4 separate regions of the Mus musculus genome follow, and regions 1, 2 and 3 are each linked to region 4. Evidence: chromatin contacts called from public HiChIP or PLAC-seq and promoter capture Hi-C data. All regions are on one chromosome and are shown on one strand. The core of a region is the stretch at or near the end of the contact, and the rest is flanking DNA. Distances in the headings are between cores, read along the strand shown. Region 1 overlaps Gm33669 (a long non-coding RNA gene). Region 2 overlaps Enah (ENAH actin regulator). Region 3 has its middle 18 kb from the start of Gm33669. Region 4 holds the start of Capn2 (calpain 2).

Region 1 (2,700 bases), core at 77-2,576, 640 kb before region 4:
TAGACATATTTCTGCTATTTTGAATTTACATTGCCTCTGAAAAATACTGGAGATATTCCATGTTCTACAGTGTGAAATATATAGCCAATGTCATATTCCTTATGTAAATATAACAAACCTCTATACAAACTTGCTTTCATCCTTAATAAATGCTATAATTATATGTATGTCTAAGAATCGCTTTTAAAATTTCTTTGTGAGTTATTACTTGTAAATGTAATTGTTTGCTTTTTTTTTTTTTTTTTTTTTTGTCTCTATATTGCTAGGGTCTCATACAGGGGTGGCGAACAGAAAAAGTTTAAGCCCTGCCCTAAAGACTAGCCCCCCCTCCCAAATACTCCCATCCCCCTCTCTGGAGCAGATGGCCTGGTAAGTTCTGGCAGGCACCTGGGGTTACTCTGTGCTCTCCCTGTACCCACAGCCAGTGCAGGTCTCAGTGTCTCAGCACCCTGTACCCACAGCCAGTGCAGGTCGCAGTGTCTCAGCACCCAGACCAGGCAATGAGTATTCCAAAGCCCGGAATGGATGCGATCTACGTCCCTCATCCGGGCCCCCACTGCCTGGAGGACTGTGTGAAAGAACTTCCCAGCCACCAGACTACTGTGGACCATGTACCTCAGCCAAGTAAACGGAGACAAAGGGATAGTTGGTGGGAGATGGGATGAAGCCTGAAACCCGGGACCATCTATAGGTGTAGCTCTGTTACAGCGCCACCATGTGGTGAGCTTCAGAGTAAGGATGGTGTGAGAGGGGTCGGGGTGGGGTGCGGGTGGGGCCTGAAAGCCTGGCCTCTAGGCTGAGGGACCTACCTCTGGGAAGCCCTTTTCAGATCTTCCTTAACCCAGGTTTCATGCAGCGGCCCCAGAGGGACTTGAACCCCTGCCCAGCTGGCGGACCTCACTCCAACACTCTCTTAGGACGCAAGGTTGGCGGGAAATTTCTGTCTCATAACTCGTACTCTGGCAGGAAAGTCCTAAATCCTCAGAGTAAGAGACTAGAGGCCTAGATGGGGTCCTGTTCTCTGGGTGAAGGCGCCTAGCGTTCAGTGCAGCAATGGATGGGGAGAGAGAAAAGTGGGTCAGCTTCTTGGTGGGGGAGGGTGAGCCCAGAGGATGCGCCAACTAGGGTCATCCCAAGTGTCGTTTCAGCAAGGAAATTCGGGAAGAACCGCTATGCCGCAGAGGCCAGTCTGCACAGGGTTGGCATGAGGCCCTGGCTACTGGCTTTGACTTGAGAAAGAAAGCACAGACCAACATACACCTGGCACTGCACCCAGTCAGCCAGCCCTGGGTAAGCTGGGTATTTGGCAGCACTCCTCCTGGGAGCCCAAGTGAGAGGGAAGTGAGCCGCAATTTAGCGAGGTTGAGTGGGACCGGAAACAAGATGTGGCAAGCTCTGGCAGGTCCCAGGGTGGGCCTAGAGCGCCACCTGGTTTTGGACTACCGATCATCAGGCAAACACCGTTTTCCTGACCCATGCACCATCTTTGACACTGGTCAGTTATCTGGCTGGAGGCCAGAGCTTTAGTGAGAGTGGTAGCCTCTTCCCCAAGCCCAGAGGGTAAGGCATGTCTTTGCCTTTCTCAGCCAAGTTGGGGGGCGGGGAGCAGGAAGGATGAAAAGATGAAGGAATCCTTTGTGCTTTGACAGTGTCCAGGCAGGAAAGAACAGCCTTTCTAAGGATGTAAAAGCCATCCATGGGGTTGCCCATGGCCCAGCAGGGAGAGGCTTTCTCTGCTGGGCAGTTTAAGGACAGCCTGCTTCCCGAGGCAGCAATGCAGTGCACACTGCCCTCTGGGCAGTGACCTGGGCTTTGTATAGGCACACAGATCCCCAGGGATGGAGAACAGTGAGGGACTCTTGAGCATAGCCTGAGGTCAATGTGGCAGAGACGGGACCTCTGAGCTCAGGAGTTCCTAGGTAAACTCTGGGTGGGAGGGATCCCTGAGATGGAACAGTGATGCACAGTCCTCCTCAGGGAGGTGCAAGCTGGTGTTAGGCTTAACTTGATGTGGGAAACAATGGCTGGCTGTGTGTTCCCAGTTCAGCGTTAGACAGCTGTTCCTCCTGCAAGAGACCCTCTTGACTGACAGGAAAGGGCAGTAAGTCCATGGGCTATAGCTCCACGGTAGAATGCTCATTTAGCACCTGTCAGACCCATGGCAGAAGAGCCCCAAGACAGGAGGTGTCACTCCATGCCAAGCCCCACCCAGCTCTGACAAGAAGATCCTAAACCCAGCGTGGTGGTGGCACACACCTTTAATCCCAGCACTGGGGAGGCAGAGGCAGGTGGATCTCTGTGAGTTCTGGGCCAATCTAGTCTAAGTTGCAGGACAGCCAGAGCTACATAGTGAGAGTCTATCTCAAAACAACCACCAAAAACGTAGGAAAAGGAGGAGGAGAGGGAGAGGAGGGAGAGGTGGTCCTGAGCATGTCAAAATCTACACGACATCGGTTTTTTATTTTCTCATTTCAACTTCACCACAGCCTTGAGGAAGCAGGTTGGCCTAGATCTCTACCATTGTCCTCTGTCAATGTGGGGAAGCCTGGTCCCAGGCCCTGGGGAAATCACTGTTTCTAAGGTGGCTCCTGCTTAGGCTGCCCAAGACAGTCTTGCCACTTCACTGCTGCCTGCACAGAATCCCCAGACATGAGACAAACACCTCAGCACGCAGGGCCTCAAATTTGGTGTCTGCTCACC
Region 2 (2,700 bases), core at 199-2,698, 620 kb before region 4:
TCAGAACTGAGGATCAAAATACTCAGAGAAATTCCAGAAGTTAGAATATCAAATGCCAAAACTCACCTAGGTGAAACTTGGCCATGGAATGACAATCTTCTATGTCTCTACTAAAAGAAGTTTAAAATCTTAAAAACAACAAAACAAAAACAAACCAAAACTTTATAGGAAGGCTGGGTAGACAGAATTGACTAGAGAATATTGAATTTCAAACATTTTTTTTTCCTTAGGTATCAAACTTGAAAAAGGTTCCTGTGTTACTTACTTCATGATTAAAGCTGCATTTTGATTTTTTCAATACTAGGGACCTCATACACACTGTGTATTCCCACCACAACAGGGATGAATCCCAGAGCCAGACTCGATGCACACTTCTTTCCCTGGGGTTTTATTTCCTTTGCGACACCCAGCGCCGGCTAACACCCTATCTATCGGCAACATCACTCACTGCCTGTATTAGACATGTAATTTTCTTTTGAAGGAGTCTGTTTCTACTGCTAAGGACATCTTTCTGGACTCAGAAGGGGGCAGCTGAGACATATTTACGGGCTAAATGGAGACTGTCACTTACAAATAGCTCTTCAATGAAGTGCATGGACATTTCTAACTTTTATTAGAATGTGAAATTCTTTTAACTCTGTTTAATTTTTGTTTAGAAAAGGCTGGATTTAGTGATGAGTTCACCATGCTCTTGAGTTTCCTAACTCAAGAGAGTCAAGTACTCCTCCCTCTCCGCTCTTATCTGGGCCTCCTTTATCCAGGAATCCTGGGGTTCCACACCAAAAACTTCTAAAAGCTCTTTATTGGAATACCCAGTAAGCTTCAAACTAGGTAGGGTGTGGTGACTGATCTCTGGTTCAAGCACTTAACCAAAGCTTCAGTTTTCAGTTATTCTCTATGTTAATGAGCAAGCACTGGAAACCTACAGGTGCTCAGGGAGTTCTACAACAGAGCATCTATAACCGAAGGGAAACGCCCTTTCCCAAACCCTCTCCTCCTCACACAATCCCTATCTTTACAATTTCAACAAATAGAACCAATGATTGTAGAAAATTCTTTTTAACATCAAGTCACAGTAACCAAGTCACTTTCTACCCTTCAGTGACGGTTGCTTTACAAATTAACATAGTTCATACTTCAACAATTTTCAAATTTATCCTAAAGCCCCATCTTCCTTATGTGAGGTATTCATTAATATTGTACCGATAGAAGGCCCCTGTCTGTAAATGGTAATTTTACTGTACCATTTTACTTTCTTTTCTAATCAACTAATCAATCTTAATGTTTAAATTTTGAATCTTTCATTGTTCCAGCATTAAGATATAAAGAAAAAAAAAAGGGGGGGGGCAGGGCTAGAAAGCTAGCTGAATTGGAAGAGTGTCTGCCTCCCTTGCAAGCACAAGGTCATCAGTTAAGATTCCAGAATCCATGTAAAACAGAGCAGCTGGGCGTGGTGGTACAAGCTAGGCAACCCAGCAGCAAGCAGCAGACAGGATCTCCTGAGGCTCACTGCCAGCAGGTCTAGCTGAATTTGTGACCCTGTCTCAAAGCAGGTGGGTGCCAAGGTTGAACACTGGTTTCTACATGCTCATTCTCACATTCACCCACAAAGAGGCTTTAGAAAGAAGCTTGGTACTTCAAAAAGCCACCAAGGTAAACATAAGGGAACAAGATTTAGTGCAGAGCCTATTTTGATGTTGGGAATAGAAAGACTATATCATATCCCCGCCCTCAACCCCAAGAATATTTGGCATAAATAAATGGCTTCTCTTGAGAGATTGACGATTTTAGTTTCTCAAACAGGCGTATGCTTAACTGAAAGCGATTCCTGTACGTACATGTTCTCCAGGATCTTCACATGAAGTACTGACCAGAATAACTGTTTAGTCAGATTCTTTAAAATACAACAAGTTTTGATTAAAAAAAAAAAAAAAAAGGAACTGAACTTATAAAACAGTAAATGCCTCTCACCAAAGAGTCACAGAGCTCTGGGGAGATGATCAGATACCAATTGTATTAAAAACAAAAATGCCGTCACCAGAACAGGTTGAGTCTGGAAGTGAAAACTATTCTGCCTTTGGAAGTGGGCTTTCTAGTGTGATAAAGGGACAGACACCCCCCTACACTCTGCTTTTTATGTTCATCTTGAGTTCCTTTATGCTCCGCGTTTTTATGCTTACGACCCATAGGATTTTACTGATTTGTTTTAGACACGGTTTCTCTATGCATCCCAGCCTGACATCAGATCCACAATCCTCCTGTTTCTGTCTCCAGGATGCTGGATTACAGATACGCCCATAGGATTAAAGACCGTGGTAAAGGGCTTAAGTAATTCTCATGGCGACAAGAAATCAAACAGTTCCTGCAGCCCTGCCTGGCAAGCCCTGAATCGTACAAACATGAATTCTTCACAGCCTCACTGCAAAGATGGGCAAAAGTTAAGAGACAGTAATTTTAGCTAAGCAAATGGAAAAGCTTAGGACTTGCTACTTAATTCATTTTCGAATTTAAGTGACTTTAATTTGTAGATAAAGCAGGAGTGTAAGTTGGAACCAAAAGAAAAATCAGCTGGCTGTCTTCACAACAGTGAGCAACACAAGGTGGTTGCAAATGCAAATTAATGCCAGGAACAGGAAGCACAAAGAGGACGGAGGAGCTTGGGAGAGATGCCGAGGTCTGATAAAGGGGGAAAGACACACA
Region 3 (2,700 bases), core at 97-2,596, 660 kb before region 4:
AACAACAACAACAACTGACTTTCCAAAGAACCCTTAAGTTTCCACTTCAGATGACAAATTGACATTGTCATGCATAAATATAGATTGCATCACATTTGTCTGTCTGTTTCTTGTGTGTGTATGTGTGTGTGTATCAGAGTGTATGTGTGTGCATGTGTCAGTGTATATGTGTATGTATATATGTGTATGTGCATGTGTGTGTCAGTGTGTGTGTGTGTGTGTGTGATCACACCCAAGGATCACACAGGGATCACACCCGAGGCTTATGCTCCAACACTAGGGCTGATGAACCCATTTCAAAGGTCTAACACAGAGGCTCTCAACCTGTGGGTTGTGACTCCCTGGTGGGAGGGCTCGAATGATCCTTGTACAAGGGTTACCTAAGAACCCTGGAAAACACAGATTTACGTACTTTTTGCCTGGGACCCCTGCTCCGCCCTGCACAAGCTCTTCATCCATCAACCCAGCCCACACATTGAACACCCCTTTCCTCCTGCTAGAAGAAAACTCCAGGGTAACAGGTCATTACTCCTCATCGCAGTGTTCAGACAACCCACCCAAGAGTGCCCACCCAAGGGCTCAGTTTTTGATCATATATAGGCATAATCCCAGCCCCTAACTGACAGGCCATCACTCCTTACCTAAGTTCTATAAAACCCCCTTGCTTTATACGGGATGCGTGACTCCATTGCCCTTCTGTGAAGTCAGTGAATCCTCCTGAGAGCTGCCTCCTAATAAACCTGCCTTTATCTACTTTTAATCTGGTCTAATCTAGCCTATACTGCATCACTGAGGAAGAGAGAAAGGAATTCAATTACGATTCATAGCAGTAGCAAAGTTACAGTTATGAAGTAGCAACAAAAATGGTTTTGTGGGGCTGACAAGATGGCTCAGCAGTTAACACTGACTGCTCTTCTGAAAGTCCTGAGTTCAATTACCAGCAACCACATGGTGGCTCACAACCATCTGTAAAGGAATCTGATTCCCTTTTCTGGTGTGCGTACACACACACACACACACACACACACACACACACACACACACACTTGTATGGTTGGGGGTCACTACGACATGAGGAAGAGTATTATAGGGTCACAGCATTACAAAGGTTGAGAAGCACGGCTCTAGAAGGTGTGAACCCAGCTAGCCTGCCTCTCCTTACAGCCATTCCTTGTAACGCTGGGTTGTTTGGCAGAAAGCAGGGCTGGGGTGTGGCCTTAGTATTGTTTGGACCTGAGTTTGACCTCACATCCTGAAGCAAGTGGCAGTTGCTGCCCAGCACGGGAGCAGGAAGTGGGTGGGGCTTGCTCCACATGGTGGTTCTTGAGAGAAGAAACAGAAGTCATAACCTCTGCGGTTTGGTTTGTGTTGCAATACGAGCATCAGGAAGCTGCTCTTACAGAGCCTGATGTGTAAAGTTAAGGGCAGATAGAGCCCTGACTGGTGGAGGGGAGGCCCTCCATCCTCCATAGGAACTGTCCAGGCCCTGATAGCTGGAAAAACCATTAAATTTCAGGAAATTTCCCCCAAACATAACTCGGTCCTTAAAACGGAACAGTCAGCCGGGCGTGGTGGTGCACGCCTTTAATCCCAGCACTCGGGAGGCAGAGGCAGGTGGATTTCTGAGTTTGAGGCCAGCCTGGTCTACAGAGTGAGTTCCAGGACAGCCAGGGCTATACAGAGAAACCCTGTCTCGAAAAAAAAACAAAAACAAAACAAACCAAAACAAAACAGGAACAGTCAGAGAATATTTGCAACAATGTAATTTGATCAGCCAGGCCTGATCCCAGCACTTGAGAGGCTGCCTCAAGAGGATTGCTGTGAGTTTGGGACCAACCTGCCTACAACTTGAAATCCTGTCTCAAAAACAAACCACAACAAAAAAGAAAAACCAAAACTACAAAGAACAACAAAACAAATGACACTTGGTTACCCCCCCCCCCCAGGGTCTCACATAGTCTAGGCCAACCTTGAATGACCTTGGATTTCCAATCCTCCTGCCTCCACCTCAGAGGGTTGAGATTACAGGTGTGACTGATCATACTTGGTTTATTCTCTGCTGATGATCTGAGCCCAGGTTCTGTGATTGCAAGATACAGACTCTACCAACACAGCTATGTCCCCAACTCTAGTTAGGGTGCCTTATTCTTAAAGATAAGCAGCTTTAAGATGGGTGTGGTAGCACATGCCAGTACTTGGGAGGCGGAGGCAGGAGGCCAGCCTGGTCTACAGAGAGAGAGTGCAGGGCATCCAGGGATACACAGAAAAACCCTGTCTCAAAAAAAAACAGAAGAAAAAACAAACAAACAAAAACAAAGCAGCCCCTCCCCCCAGGGGTTTACCTTGACTGAAAAACAGCACCCATCAGTAGTGTTACCCAATTTGGGGTTCACAGCTTGTGTACCAACAAAACAGGTTCAGCTAGCCTCTCTCCATAAGACAACTAAAAGAGCCAGACTCACAGTAAAATGTAGAAAAAAAGAGATGTGACCACGTTGAGAAGGACAAAGATGGACTCCCTCTCCCATGTCCATCTTGGGGTCCTGCTTAAAAAGAAGGCAAGGTTCTGCCTAAGTCATCAGTAAGGCATAGTCCTGCCCACCACCAGCTCTGCGTAAACTTCAATACTGTCATGAAAGGTGACCACTTGGGTTGGTCGCTTTCCCCTCTCCCAGCATGACATTCCCAAGGAGGAGAGCT
Region 4 (2,743 bases), core at 221-2,720:
ATTAGCATGCACCTGATTTTATATGGTGCTTGGGATAGAACCCAGGGCTTCATGCATGCTAAGTAAAGACTACCAACTGAGCTATACCCCCGCTAGTCTCTGGTACTTTCAGACTAGACTCAGTAACAAAAGCAGCCTGGGGGAACCAAGAGGATAGAAGCAGGGTATGAATGTCCATTGTCCTAACAGGAATCTAGAAGTTTAGACTTCCTCTCAGTTCCTGGGAAAAGTCAAGTGAGGGTCCCATGGGCATCCACTGGCGATTGAAACCACAAGGGAACGGGAAGGGCTTAAGGGCAGAGACTCTGAGGGTTAGGACAGGAGTATCTAGGAGTTGAGCAGAGGTTTCCGGGTGAGGACTCTAGGTCAGCAAAATAATGAGTAACAGAATCATTGGAGCCCATCGATTCTTTAAGCTACCCTTCAGTTCTTTAAGTTAAAGAGTCCTCTAACTGCACTTTGAGAGCCAGACAAAACCCACGCTGGATAAATACATGTACTTGCATTTACAAGTGCCACATGTACTTGTGACCACCTTTGTCAGCCAGAGCCAGGCTGTGCCCACCCCTTGCCCCCACCCACCCAGCAGTCCCGAGTCTTCTATCCTACTCTGATATCCCCACCCCCACCCCTACTGCCGAGCAGTGTCTCCACCCTCACTCAGATCACCACTAGAGTCCAGTAAAAGTTTCACCCCAGCGGCCCTGTGTCCCTGCGGCTTTGTGAAGCCGAAGGCAGCCTCCAGGGCGTGTCCACTAATGGGATTTGGGGTCCTGTCCTGCGAAGCGCTCTGCGCGCAGCTTGGGGCAGGTCCACTGGCTGGGCCTCAGTCTGCATAGGGAGTCCCCTTAGCAGCAATCGCGGAGCACTACTAAGCAGGGACTACCGAGCCGGGGAGCCAGGGACTTGCAGCCTCCCGGAACCCCGAGTGCCCTTCCAGGCCCTGCCGGCCCTGCCTGTTCCCCTCGCGCTTCCTACCGTGGGCCGCTTCCATTCGATGCCCCGAGTTTTGCTGGAGTAGGGCCCCAACTCCTTATAGCCCAAGGATGACGGCAGGGCGGGGAAGGAAGGATCCTGGAAGAGCGCCCCGGCCTCCAGGCACTCGTTCCGCAGCGTCTCGTAGTCCTGGTTGAGGTACTTGATGGCTCTCTCATGCGACCCCAGCCCCTCGGCCGCTTCGCGGTCCTTGGCCAGCTTTATCGCGATGCCCGCCATGGTAGCGATCCGGTTGGCGCACTGCACGGAGAAAGGGGTCGCGGAGAGGCGGGGCACGGCACTCGGCTGGGGCGCGGCCGGGCCCGGGGCGCTGCAGCGGACTGCGGGAGCCGCTGCTGCGGGGATGATTCACCGGCGGGAAGCGCCTGGGCCGTGCGCGGGGTGTGGCCTCCGCCTCCCCAGGCCTGCTCGGCGCCGGGCTCCGGACGCGGCTCGCCGGCGACCTGCACAGTGCCAGCCCGACCGTGAGGACTACGGGGCCGATGCTGCCACCTTCGGACGGCTCTCGGGATGGCGCGGCCCGGTGGGGAGGGCGAGCGGGGGGTGTTGGGGGGACGACAATCGCAAGTTGGGGAGCGAAGTTGTCAAACCCCAGCCATTGGGGAGTAAGGCTGGGCGAAACTCAGCAATGACTGTCCAGAAAACATCGGATGAGTCAGGAGCGGATGAGGGAGGGAGCGCGGCGACTAAGCCAGTTGCCACTCATTGGGCTCAGGATCGAAAGAGAGCTCTGCAGGCTCTGGGCACACATGTTACCTACCACCCCCAAATTTGTGAGAAATGGCTACTGGTGTGTCCATCTTACAGATGAGAAACTGAGCTCCAAAGAAGTTCAAAGATGTAACCCCTACAAATTAAAGCAAGACAGGAATTTTAGGGTCCCAGGGCCTCTGCAGTTACTTATTTGTGCATAAGTAGGGCTGTACAATTTGACAAAAACAAAAAACAAAAAAACAAAAAAACAAAACAAAACAATCCATGCTTGTTAAATCTAAATTTCAAGAAAAGGGGCTGGGGGATTGTGTGGTTTTAGCATACGTAGCCCTCAAATATCACCCGAGGCAAACCTGTGTTAGAATAATAATGTGATGCTTATCTAAAACTCAGATTTACCTGGGATGATTTATTGAGTTGCTGCTGGGACACCATTTAGAACAGAGCCCCTGTTGGTGGCCTGTACCACCGCTCTGTCCAATGAAAGTTTTCGCTGCCACTCACACACACAGAACTGGGCGGGCTTGTGCTATGAATGGTTTAAAGCACGGGTTCTCAACTGGAAGCAACCCGCACGCACCAATGTGACCCTAAAGGTTTTTGACCCTAACTGCAGACTTTCCTCATATTGTCACAACTGGGACAAAGGAGGCTCCTGGCCTCTACTGGGTGGAAGCCAGGTGCTACTAAAGGATGGTCGGGCGGAGGGCATCCCTCTACAGAGAGAACAGGAAGAAAAGTGCAGTCTGAAAGATCTCTGTGCCAGGCTGAGAAACCCTGGTTTGAACCTCATCTTGGTTCAGCATTGATGGTTTCTGAGATAGTTTGTAACTCTGTCAGTTGCAGGAAATTGTAGCAACTTGAAATATCAGTGATATGCAAATGACTGTTCCTGGAAGAATCAAAGTGTCTGTCTCCCTGTGGCAAAGCCAGGGCTTGTCTGTTGATACTGCTACCTCACTATTCTCTCCTGGGCATGGCAGGTGTCTGGGATCTTCCCCCACTTCCCTTTTGAATCCTGAGCCCAGAAAAA

Evidence for each region. Promoter capture Hi-C pulls out the DNA fragments that hold promoters and counts their contacts. HiChIP or PLAC-seq counts read pairs in DNA pulled down with a chosen protein or histone mark.
Region 1: an H3K27ac HiChIP or PLAC-seq map of trophoblast stem cells shows a contact between it and region 4, with 6 times the contacts expected there. The contact joins the enhancer-like site here to the promoter of Capn2 in region 4. A contact is called at or near these places in 12 of 39 promoter capture datasets (the 3T3-L1 cell line, the C10 cell line, HPC-7-derived erythroid cells and 5 more), 6 of 484 Hi-C or Micro-C datasets (the AML12 cell line, B cells, the G1E-ER4 cell line and 2 more), 14 of 115 datasets of contacts at active chromatin or transcription factors (embryonic basal ganglia, embryonic fibroblasts, embryonic hindbrain and 9 more) and 1 of 9 other capture datasets (embryonic stem cells).
Region 2: a contact with region 4 is called in a promoter capture Hi-C map of embryonic stem cells, with 5 times the contacts expected there. The contact joins the enhancer-like site here to the promoter of Capn2 in region 4. A contact is called at or near these places in 22 of 39 promoter capture datasets (the 3T3-L1 cell line, 3T3-L1-derived adipocytes, the C10 cell line and 12 more) and 8 of 115 datasets of contacts at active chromatin or transcription factors (embryonic basal ganglia, embryonic forebrain, embryonic hindbrain and 4 more).
Region 3: a promoter capture Hi-C map of embryonic stem cells shows a contact between it and region 4, with 13 times the contacts expected there. The contact joins the enhancer-like site here to the promoter of Capn2 in region 4. A contact is called at or near these places in 2 of 39 promoter capture datasets (embryonic stem cells and hippocampal neurons), 2 of 484 Hi-C or Micro-C datasets (the AML12 cell line and bone marrow-derived macrophages) and 8 of 115 datasets of contacts at active chromatin or transcription factors (bone marrow-derived macrophages, double positive thymocytes, embryonic stem cells and 3 more).

What each region holds. Positions count from the first base shown.
Region 1 is chr1:181,880,370-181,883,069 of GRCm38.p6, forward strand. It overlaps Gm33669 (a long non-coding RNA gene), which reads left to right. Exons shown (of 4, transcript XR_865801.2): 2 at 267-611; 3 at 857-925. Among named protein-coding and RNA genes, the nearest start is that of Gm33669, 3.2 kb to the left of the region's middle. Within about 2 kb of position 1,327, at least 119 of the 459 cell types and tissues checked have an H3K27ac peak or open chromatin away from gene starts, as enhancers often do. A contact at or near this core is called in the G1E-ER4 cell line, pro-B cells and trophoblast stem cells, where this site is marked.
Region 2 is chr1:181,899,578-181,902,277 of GRCm38.p6, forward strand. Enah (ENAH actin regulator) reads right to left here. Exons shown (of 15, transcript NM_010135.3): 15 at 1-2,700. Among named protein-coding and RNA genes, the nearest start is that of Gm33669, 22 kb to the left of the region's middle. Within about 2 kb of position 1,449, at least 5 of the 459 cell types and tissues checked have an H3K27ac peak or open chromatin away from gene starts, as enhancers often do. A contact at or near this core is called in embryonic stem cells, where this site is marked.
Region 3 is chr1:181,859,550-181,862,249 of GRCm38.p6, forward strand. No RefSeq gene overlaps it. Among named protein-coding and RNA genes, the nearest start is that of Gm33669, 18 kb to the right of the region's middle. Within about 2 kb of position 1,347, at least 164 of the 459 cell types and tissues checked have an H3K27ac peak or open chromatin away from gene starts, as enhancers often do. A contact at or near this core is called in bone marrow-derived macrophages, double positive thymocytes, embryonic stem cells and 1 more, where this site is marked.
Region 4 is chr1:182,516,140-182,518,882 of GRCm38.p6, forward strand. Capn2 (calpain 2) reads right to left here and starts at 1,471. Exons shown (of 21, transcript NM_009794.4): 1 at 979-1,471. The coding sequence starts at 1,215.